Linked DNA regions of Callithrix jacchus: region 2 is linked to region 1. Evidence: chromatin contacts called from public Hi-C data. All regions are on one chromosome and are shown on one strand. The core of a region is the stretch at or near the end of the contact, and the rest is flanking DNA. Distances in the headings are between cores, read along the strand shown. Region 1 holds the start of RBX1 (ring-box 1). Region 2 holds the start of EP300 (EP300 lysine acetyltransferase).

Evidence for each region. Hi-C and Micro-C count contacts between places; a contact is called where the count stands out from the background.
Region 2: a contact with region 1 is called in a Hi-C map of skeletal muscle, with 5 times the contacts expected there. The contact joins the promoter of EP300 here to the promoter of RBX1 in region 1. A contact is called at or near these places in 3 of 3 Hi-C or Micro-C datasets (induced pluripotent stem cells and skeletal muscle).

What each region holds. Positions count from the first base shown.
Region 1 is chr1:191,765,688-191,771,021 of calJac240_pri, forward strand. It overlaps RBX1 (ring-box 1), which reads left to right and starts at 3,698. Exons shown (of 5, transcript XM_002743801.6): 1 at 3,698-3,796. The coding sequence starts at 3,719.
Region 2 is chr1:191,897,988-191,903,796 of calJac240_pri, forward strand. EP300 (EP300 lysine acetyltransferase) reads left to right here and starts at 1,667. Exons shown (of 30, transcript XM_078334916.1): 1 at 1,667-2,985. The coding sequence starts at 2,892.

The DNA.
Region 1 (5,334 bases), core at 2,448-4,947:
TGGCATGATCTCGGCTCACTGCAATTTCTGCCTCCCAGGTTCAAGCGATTCTCCTGCCTCAGCCTCCTGAGTAGCTGGAATTACAGGCACAAACCACTAAATTTTCACCATGTTGGCCAGGCTAGTCTCAAACTCCTAACCTCAAGTAGTCTGCCCACCTCAGCCTCCCAGAGTGCTGGGATTGCAGGCAAGAGCCACACCACCTGATGGATACCTGAGCTAAAAATACAAAAACTTACCCAGGTGTGGTGGCAGACAATTATAATCTCAGCCAAAGGAGAAGCTCTAGCAGGAGAATCGCTTGAACCCAGGAGGTGGAGGCTGCAATGAGCTGAGATCACACTACTGCACTCCAGCCTGGCAACATAGCAACACTCTCAAAAAAAAAAAAACAAAAAAAACTTCAATGCCTTCCATAAGATCTATAATAAAACCCCTGTCTCCTCTGCCGCCTGACTGCCTCTCCAACATCTCTTACTACTTTCTGCTTGCTCAGTAGGCTCCAAATTTATTTATTTAATCCATAATGAGCACATACAATGTACCAGTTTTTGTTACCAATAAACAAAGCAATCAAAATTCCCTTTTCTTGGTGAAGACACACAAAAACCAATAACCCTAATAAACGAGTAAATGACAAAATATGTTTGTTTGGAGGTAGAGGCTTACTCTAGCTCAGACTGGAGTGCAGTGGTGCAATTTTAGCTCACTGCAGCCTTGAATTCCCAGGCTCAATGGATTCTCCTACCTCCTTAGCCTCCTGAGTAGCTGGGACTATATGCCCAGTTTAGACAAAATATGTTAGAAGGCATATATAAATTGGATAGGAAAGTAGATCATGTAGGGCCATTAAAAGGACTTCAGGTTAAATGTTGTTCTTCATAAAAGCCTTATTCAATCACCCAATTAACTGTTGTCTCCTTCTCCCCTCCATCTCTTTACCTTGTTTTCTTCATAGCACCGGATACCTGAGACTTTTTTTGAGACATGGTCTCACTCTGTTGCCAGACTGGAGTGCCGTGGCACCATCTCAGCTCACTGCAACCTCTGACTCCCTGATTCAAGTGATTCTCCTACTTCGGCCTCCTGACTAGCTGGGATTACAGGCATGCGCCACCATGCCTAGCTAATTTTTGTGTTTTTAGTAAAGACAGGGTTTCACCATGTTGGCCAGGCTGGGCTCGAACTCCTGAGCTCATGATCCATCCGCTTCCACCTCCCAAAGTGCTGGGATTACAGGCATGAGCCACTGTGCCCGGTCTACCTGAGACTTTTTTTTTTTTTTGAGAGGGAGTCTCGCTCTGTCACCCAGGCTGGAGTGCAGTGGCACAATCTTGGCTCACTGCAACCTTCACCTCCTGGGTTCAAGCAATTCTCCTGCCTCAGCCTCCTGAGTACCTGGGATTACAGGCACGCACCACCACACCTGGCTAATTTTTGTATTTTTGGTAGACCCAGAGTTTCGCCATGTTGGCCAGGCTGGTCTCAAACTGCTGTATTCAAGTGACCTGCCCACCTTGACCTCCCAAAGTGCTGGAATTATAGGCCTGATCCACCCCACCTAGAGGGTAGCTCAATAGCTGAGACTTTTTTTTTTTTTTTAGATAAACGCTCACTCTTGTCACCTAGGCTAGAGTGCAGTGGAACAATCTAAGCTCATGGCAACCTTCACCTCCCGGGTTCAAGAGATTCCCCTTCCTCAGTGTTCCAAGTAGCTGGGACTACAGGCATTCGCCACCATGCATGCCCGGCTAATTTTTGGTTTTGTATTTTTAGTAGAGACGAGGTTTCACCATGTTGGCCAGGCTGGTGTGGAACTCCTGACATCAGGTGATCTGCTTGCCTTGGCCTCCCAAAGTGCTGGGATTAGAGGCATGAGCCAGCTTGCCCGGCTCTGAGACTTCTTGATGTATTTATGTGTTGACTTGTGTATTGTTCCCTAACTAGGGGTTTATCTGACTCTTACTATGGCTCTCCTGTTTCAAATAGAACCTGGCACATATCAATACTTTTATTGAATGATGGATAAATATGTCTTCAATGCCTTAATTTACAATGTGTTTCTGGTATTCCCATCAGGACCTGTAGGCACACAATACATTAATGACAGATATTTTCACATAAAATCATTAAAACTTGGGCTAAGAAAAACTCTGTAGGCTTCCTATAGCTCTTTAAGGTCTCAAACAATTTTTCAAGTCTGGTTAAAGCTGTGGTGGTGTTTTCCAGGATCTGCTGTTCCTGTTTATGACTAAAAGGGAAACAAATCGCAATTCTTTCACTGTTATTATTATTATTATTTTGAGATGGAGTCTCGCTCTCTCACCAGGCTGGAGTGCACTGGCACTACCTCGGCTCACTGCAACCTCTGCCTCCCGAGTTCAAGCGATTCTCCTGCCTCAGCCTCCTGAGTAGCTGGCACTACAGGCGCATGCCACCACACCTGGCTAATTTTTCTATTTTTTGTAGAGATGGGGTTTTGCCATGTTGGCCAGGCTGGTCTCGAACTCCTGACCTCATGTGATCCATCCACCCGCCTCAGCCTCCCAAAGTGCTGAGATTACAGGCATGTGCCACCATGCCTCTAAGAGTGATCTGGCAGTCACACCTCTGCAAGGTTAGAGATGTCAAAGGGAGTCCTGGTCTAGGCAGAAATGGGAGAGTGACACGAAGTACAGGTGCTTGTGCCGGGCGTGGTGGCGTACTCCTGTGAGTACTCACTGTGGGAGGCCGAAGTGTGAGGATCGCCTGAGACCAAGAGTTCGAGGCCAGCCAGGGCAACATAGTGAGACATTGTCTCCATTAAAAAAAAAAAAAGATCAGAATGCCTCACAAAATTCAAGAAATACAGTGACTTCAAGTGGGTTGGTTTCATTATAGCTCAAGCAGCAGACAGAGGACACGGACCGGGAAGAAATCACCCCACGCAGATGACAACTGAGGAAGGGGGAGTGGGGACTGACACGCTATAGTGAAGCCGGGCACCCCAACCAAAGGCGGTCCTAGGACTGCGACTAGGCGGGCGCAGAGGCCACCCCCCAGGCTTCGCGGGCGGGTGAGGGCAGGGCTGGGGGCCTGCTCAGTCTGGCCTTGAGGAGGGCCTTCTGAGGTCTCCCTTCTTCCCATCGAATCCCCGAGCAGTTCCCAAACAGAAATCGGAGACCAGACGGTGCCTGCGCTCCAGCCCTCTCAGGAGGACTGCACCTCGGGCCTGGCTACGAGGCGGGTCAGAGTCTGCGAAAGACCAGCGAGGGCTCTCGGGTTCTGGGGTAGGCGGCGGGTACCCACCCCCGCGCCTTCCCCAGCCCGCACTGGGAGCTGCGCGGCGACCCGGAGAGCCCGACAAGCCGGGTAGGGCTGCGGCGCAGGTCGTGCTCATGCGGAGGAAACAGCCGCCGCCCCAGCTGACGGAGTGTGGTCGGGGGCTTCCCAGAAGAGGCGGCGAGAGCAAACCCTTTCGAACATTTCCACCAGGCTAGCTCACGTAGCCTCGGCCCCGCCCCAGCCACTCCCGCCACCGCCCCCACCGGCCGACACGACGCGGGTGGGGCAATCTGCGCCAGCCCCTTTAAGAGGCGTGGTGACGTGCTCCGCCCCCACCTGCCTCTCGCGCGCCAATAAGGGGTGGGGTGTGGGAGGAGGTGCCGGGAGGCGGGGGAGTGAGGCGTGCACAGTTGCGCAGGCGCGGTGGTCGGACGACAGATCTTGTATTTCCAAAATGGCGGCAGCGATGGATGTGGATACCCCGAGCGGCACCAACAGCGGCGCGGGCAAGAAGCGCTTTGAAGTGAAAAAGGTTGGGTCTCGCCAGCACCTTCCTCAGGGAAGCTAGAGAGGCGCGGATCTGGCTGGCAGGCCCCAGGATGGTCGAGGCGCGGAGTAAAGGGTTTCATTTCAGGGCGTTCCTGGGACCGGGTACCACGAAAGGAAGCCGGGGGGCGGGTCTTAGAGTTGATCGGCGTGACGGTGGCCCACTGTCAGGGACGTGTTGGTTTCGCTGTGAGGCTGAGGGGCCAATCACGGAGCTGCTTATTGAGATACGCGGGGTTGCGATTTGGCGGCAGGAGCCAAGCGCTTGAGCTGTCACTGGAGTGGTCGAGGTGGGGGAAGGACAGGGTGGGGTAGGGTGGGTGAAATGGGGAGTCGGAGTGACTGCGGCGGTGGAGGATGGGGCAGTGCGGCGAAAGCTGGGAACAATCTGAGGTCGTACTGCATTGGAGGCCTCTGAGGGACCCCGCTGGTGATCTTGCCCCGCCCCTTTTTGAAGCTTGGGGTCCTCTCACTTTGAGGAATCCAGACTTGGTGCTCGCCGAACCGAGGCCTCCATTAACCCCATCTCTGGGCCTCACACCGTCTAAAGAGTCTGGAGTGTAGTGCTTGGCTCTTCTGAGACGTCTGTTGTCTTTTCACATAACCATCTCAGTCCTGGGTTCTCTGTCACGTCCAGAATCTCCCCCTTCCAAAATAAAAATAAAAAGCATGGTGGCATTTGTTAAGAAAATCCGAGCCCAAATCCTGTGGCATTTAGGGAGGGTTGAGTACTAGTCGTGAATGACTTGGTAAGAGTGGAAAAGCAAAAATGGAACGTGTCTTTTTATATGAAATGCCTTTTAGTGGTTTGCCACAGTTTGGGGGACAGTGTCGATTCCCACCTAACATGAAAGCTGTTCAAAATGGAGATTCTGAAATAGGGAAGATATTCCTGGAACATCTGGTTAAACACTGACATATCCCCCCTCCTAGTGCTTTTTGGTGTCTCATTGTGGCCACTGCTGCTCAGTTACAGCCAGCAGCCATATTGAAGAATAATAGAAGAGGGGCTTTTCCTCCAAGTTGAAACTGTGATGTGAAAAGTGGGAAAGAAGTTATAAGGCACTGAGAATGGGGTCTGAAAGTGATGAAGGTTTGGCAGTATTCGTAACTGAGGAAGCCAGAGTGGAATAACTGAAATGCCACTTTTAGTTAAACTCTTACTGGAATTATCTCAATACAAGACATAAAAGTTGGGAACATCTGTTTATTTTATGGTAAGAATCAAACAAAATTCTAGTGAATTCTAGAATTTGTTATAAAGTAATCTTCTAAGATTTAAGTGATGACCTTGGTCTGTGTACTGACACGGGTACTTAATTATCCAGCTTATCCCATGATTATCCATTTTATGGTCCCATGATCATCTTAGTTCATTCTGTTCCCTAGCTTTCACCTCACTGCTCATGCTTCCGGAGCTTCCTGGAAGAGCAGATACTCACTCAGATTTTGAGCTCTTCTGCAACTGCCACAAAAACCTGCACAGTAATTCAAGTTTGTGTTTATTAAGCCTACAACGGGCAG
Region 2 (5,809 bases), core at 417-2,916, 130 kb after region 1:
TGCCTCAGCCTCCCAAGTAGCTGTGATTACAGGTGTGTACCACCATACCGCCTAATTTTGGTATTTTTAGTAGAAACGGGTTTTCACCATGTTGGCCAGGCTGGTCTCGAACTCCCCCTCCTCAGGCGATCCACCCGCCTCAGCCTTCCAAGGGGTGGGATTGCAGGCGTGAGCCATCGCGAACTTTTTTTTTTTTTTTTTTTTGAGAGGGAGTCTTGCTCTGTCGCTCAGGCTGGAGTGTGTGGCAGTGACAGGATCTCAACTCACTGCAACCTCTGCCATCTGGGTTCAAGCGATTCTCCTGCCTCAGCCTCTGAGTAGCTGGTATTACAGGTGCGTGCCACCACACCAGGCTAATTTTTGTATTTTAGTAGAGGTGGCTTTTCATCATCTTGCCCAGGCTGGTCTTCAAATCCCAACCTCGTGATCCACCTGTCTTGGACTCCTAAAGTTCCTGGGATTACAGGTGTGAGCCACTGAGCCCAGCTTGAGAAAAAGCTTTAAACCATATCAATAGATAATAGTTTGTGAGTTTCTTTGGGGGTCACTTACACCCATACCACCTTCTCCAGTAACAATTTACACAAGGTCAAAACACAGGGTAATGTGTAGAAACCCGAAAGCATGTCTCCGACCTCAGCTGCAAAACTGCTGGGTCCCACACACTGGACTTTCCCCCCGTTACATTTTTGCTTTTTTCCATCCTTACCTTTACCACATTTTTGCTTTTTCCCATAATTACATTAGATAAGGCACTGGCTTGACGTGGTCTTTTATTAATTTGATCTATTGGGAGCAGACGGAAAAAAAAAAGAAAAAAGAAACCTAAAAATGTCTTCAGGTCCCAGGCGTGTTCAGAAAAGAAAGACTTCTGTGGTGAGAGTGCTACCTGGTAGGGGCGTATGGACGGACACACGTGGAGGGCAAGAAATGTTGGGTCTGGTGCCGAAACATCTTCCTTCCCACTGCTGTGATTTTTGTTTTCTGGTCAAAGTAATATATGCTCGTTGTGGAAAAAAAAAAAAAAAGGAAAATTCAGAGGAAATTGAAAACAACTCGTAATCAACGTGCTTTTTGGATGTGAACTACTCCCTTTGGGAAGCCAATGGAGAAGTGAGGATGCACTGGGTATTCGGCAGTGGGTACACCCTGGCTTATGGATTCGACCGGGGTTTGGGGGACCCGCCACTCAAAGGCCAGGAAGCAGGGCCGCCCCACGGGCGCTCCCCTTTGGCCATCTAAGTGGCGACTTGGCGTCTTCCTCGGCGCAGCTCCCGGGCTCAGTCGCCCAGGTTCCCACCGGTCCCCTACAAGAGACCAAAGCCAGGAACCTTCCCTCGTAACTATCGACCGACAGAAAATAGATTGAGTCCGCCCCCACCCCTCCCCCCTTAAAATCCTCTCCCCTCTTAAAAATCCTCCCCTTTAAAGGGAGCCACAGGGTGTCGCCGGGGGAGTTTGCGGAAGCGCTAACCGCGTTGGGGACTAGGGCGGATCCCGTGATTGGAACCGGCCCCGCCCCCGGCGCCACTTCCCCCATTGTGTGAGCGGCTCGGGCCTAGGCCCCGCCTCCCTTCGGAGGCCCGGCCCCTCCCCTTTTTCACCCCCCTCCTTTGGCTCATTTCCGGCCGCCGCCGCTACCGCTAGCCTGTAAGGAGGATTCGGCAGAGGGAAGAAACAACAGCCGCCATCTTGTTTGTGTGCTAGGTTGGGGGGGAGAGAGGCGAGAGGGAGCGGGCGAGAGTGGGCAAGCGGGACGCCGAGCTGAGTGCGAACTGCGGGAGCCAGAGAGTGCGGAGGGGATCCGGGACGGAGAGAGGCGGCTGGGGCCGAGACAGTGGCAGGGGGCCTGGGGCGCACGGGTTGAGGCGACCCCTAGCCCCCTCCCGTCCGCACACACCCCCACCGCGGCCCGGGAGCGGGGCCGGCGTCGACGCCTAGGGGGGACCATTACATAACCCCGCGCCCCGCGGCGCCTTCGCCCGCCGTCGCGGTCGGCCCCGAGCGGAGCCCCGGGGGGGCGGGCTCTCCCAGCACCTGGCCGCCGGCGGAGGGGACCGTAGCGGCGGCCGTATTTATTTATTTTCCGCGCGAGAGGAGGGCGAAGGAGAGAAGCGCGGCGCGAGGAGGGGCCGCCTGCGCCGCCGCCGGAGCGGGGCCTCCTCGGTGGGTTTGGCGTCGGCGCGGGCGGGCGGCGCTGCTCGGCCCGGCCCCCTCGGTCCTCTGGGCCGGCCAGCTCCGCGCCTGGCGTTCTTGCCGCGCCTCCGCCGGCCGCCGTGCGATGTGAGGCGGCGGCGCCAGCCTGGCTCTCGGCTCGGTTGAGCTCTCTGCGGCCATTAGGGGCCGGTGCGGCGGCGGCAGCGGCAGGAGGAGGGTTCGGAGGGTGGGGGCGCAGGCCCGGGAGGGGGCACCGGGAGGAGGTGAGTGTCTCTCGTCGCCTCCTCCTCTCCCCCCTTTTCGCCCCCGCCTCCTTGTGGCGATGAGAAGGAGGAGGACAGCGCCGAGGAGGAAGAGGCTGATGGCGGCGGCGGAGCTCCGAGAGACCTCGGCTGGGCAGGGGCCGGCCGTGGCGGGCCGGGGACTGCGCCTCTAGAGCCGCGAGTTCTCGGGAATTCGCCGCAGCAGACGCGCTCGGTGAATTTGTGCTCCTGTGCCCTCCTCCGGGCTTGGGCCCAGGCCCGGCCCCTAGCACTTGCCCCTACCTTTTCTATCGAGTCCGCATCCCTCTCCAGCCACTGCGACCCGGCGAAGAGAAAAAGGAACTTCCCCCACCCCCTCGGGTGCCGTCGGAGCCCCCCAGCCCACCCCTGGGTGCGGGGCGGGGACCCCGGGCCGAAGAGATTTCCTGAGGATTCTGGTTTTCCTCGCCTGTATCTCCGAAAGAATTAAAAATGGCCGAGAATGTGGTGGAACCGGGGCCGCCTTCAGCCAAGCGGCCTAAACTCTCATCTCCGGCCCTCTCGGCGTCGGCCAGCGATGGCACAGGTTAGTTTCGGCAGCCCCGGCCTTCCACGTTCCTCTTAATCTTTTCTACTCGGTGCTCCTTTATTCCATTTTTTTTTTTTCCTCTCTCCCTGTCCCTTAATTAATTTTAAAGGTATTTGAATGAGCTGATCGAAGACGTCCAGTAGCCCAACCATTTTCTTTGCCTCCTAATACATTGGTTGCAACACTGTGTCATATCGGTGTGTGTTCTGGAATTAGAGCTCGTAAGTGGGTGCTGTATAGAAATGGCCTGTATTGTTGCTCCCGTGCAGTTTAATTTGGGAAATGCCAGTGCATTTATGAGTAAGAGCTTCTATGCAATTTAAGTTTTAATTTTTTTTGTTCTTGGTAAATGAAGAATTTCGAATCCTTTCTCCTCATTGTACTTACTCTATTTTCTCTACTTTCCACCCTTTTCAAAATTTTCTCTCCTTTGCAGAATATTTTCTGTTAAATAGGATGTAAAAACTTGATTTTTGTGTGTGCGAGGTCCAAGATTTCAGATTAGAAGCGAAGTTTAACAATTGTTTTGTCTTACCTACCCTTCTTAGCTTTTTCCCCCTGCTTTTTCTTATTTGCTGTAAGAATCAATATGGAGTGCAGTTCATCTCACATCTTCCAGTTTTGGTGTGAGACCAAAATGTCTGAAACTCTGGATTTTCAGGTTGTGAGAACAGGGTCATGTTCTTTGTAGTTTGCATTCACTTTATCATTTTAGGAGGAAGAAAAAAGATAAACAATTTTGTGGAGTTATGTACCTGAAAATCAACGTTAGAAGTTGAAAGAGTTCCAGTCAGGAACTACGAACATGAACTGATTATACAAAAGTTTAAAATGTGCATTAGCTTTGGTGTTTTTGTGTTTGTCTTTTTACACTTTTAAACACATTTGGAGATCAAGATTTTTATTTAAAAGCTTTCCGGATTCTTCAGTTCATTCAGTTGTGGACCAGCCCCTTTGTCAGAGAAGTTCAGGGAGACTTCTTCCATCATCCCCTTCATTCTCTTCTTACAGTTAGTTTAATGGTGTTATCCTGATGGGCGAGGACCTTTTCTTTGCTGGAATAATGAAGATGAAGAATGGCTGGCCATCTGACAGCCCACAAGATGTTCCCCTTTACTACGGAGCATCTCTTTAACTCCCTGAGAACAGGCTCAACGTCATCCTTCCATCTGCCAGTGAGAGTGCATAATGGAGTTAAATGTACCCTTTGAGTTTGTAGAGAACTTGGAGAACATGTTTCTAAGTAGGCTTCATTTCAGAGTGAATATGGAAAGACGGAACAAATGCTTTGAATTCGTTGCTTTTATAAGAAAGATGTAAAATGAATTTCAGTTAACCTGCAACAATTGGGAAATAGGAATCTTGCAGAGTTCCTCTATTTAAGGCTTGTAACACTGATTATGCATGTACTTTGATCTGTACCTATTCTATGAAGGTACTGTAGTCTCCAAGGATATTTTTTAGCTGTTTTTTTTCTTCAAAATTCACGCACATAGACGCACATCATTGTATTCCTTTGCACCTACGAAAGTGCCATTCAGAAGGATTTTTTAGATCATCTTTACACACTTATTCACCTGTAGATTTTTGTGGTGTTCCTTTAGTGTTTGTGAAATGTGGTACTTTTTGCATTTTAGTTTTGGTGTAATGTCATGGAGTTTACGTTGGAGTTAGCCAGAGACTTGGAAAGTAGGGGAAGCTTTTTAATACACTTTACCTTGATGAGTCCTGATTTGAGCGGCTTCATCTTGGAGCTGTATTGTTTAACTGCTTATGTTCAGGTGTGCTACTGCTTTCTTCATATCTGGTCTGTTTTGCTACTTGCAATATGTTTGAATAATTACAAAAGTTCTAAATGTATCAAGTGGGCTTTTGTAGTTTTAAAAAAATCCCTCAACATTGAGATTGATTAATTCATTGGTAATACTAAAAGTTTGTCTTACTTTTATAAATTTTGTAATGAGGGTTGATTTCCCCCCCTCCCCAAATCAAGATTCTACTCCAGGAATTCTTTGGTGTACAGTTTTTAATTGTAACCAGTCTGGGTTTGGGGGAGGGGAGAAATGAGTATAAAGAAAATAGTGTTCCTCTGTGAACTTACTTCAAGTTGGGTACCATTATATTTTTTTTTATTATTTTTTTTTCCCAAGACAGAGTCTCACTCTGTCATCCAGGCTGGAGTGCAGTGGCAGGACCTCACTACAGCCTCTGCTTCTGGGGTTTCAATGGACAGCAGGCACAGGACACTATGCCTGGCTGATTTTTTTGTATTTTTAGTAGAGATGGAGGTTTCACCATATTGGTCACACTGGTCTCGAACTCCTGCCCCCAAGTGATTCACCTGCCTCGCCCCCCATAGTACTGGGATTATAGGCATGAGCCACCGTGCCTGGCCAGGTTTACCATTATATCTTGATTTATTACTTTTTTTTCCACTCAGCAGTTTGTAATATGTTTGCAGGTAACTTTTATTGGAGGCGCATCACCTCTTAAAACTTTAAACTTTTTTTTTTTTTTTTGAGACGGAGTTTCGCTCTTGTTACCCAGGCTGCAGTGCAATGGTGCGATCTTGGCTCACCGCAGCCTCCGCCTCCTGGGTTCAAGCAATTCTGTTTCAGCCTCCTGAGTAGCTGGGACTATAGGCACGCACCACCATGCCCAGCTAATTTTTTGTATTTTTAGTAGAGATGGGGTTTCACCATGTTGACCAGGATGGTCTTGATCCAAAGTGCTGGGATTACAGGCTTGAGCCACCGCGCCTGGCCAAAAACTTTAAATTTCAAACTTGTAACTTTGGACTTTTGAGTTGTCACTTGGGTAT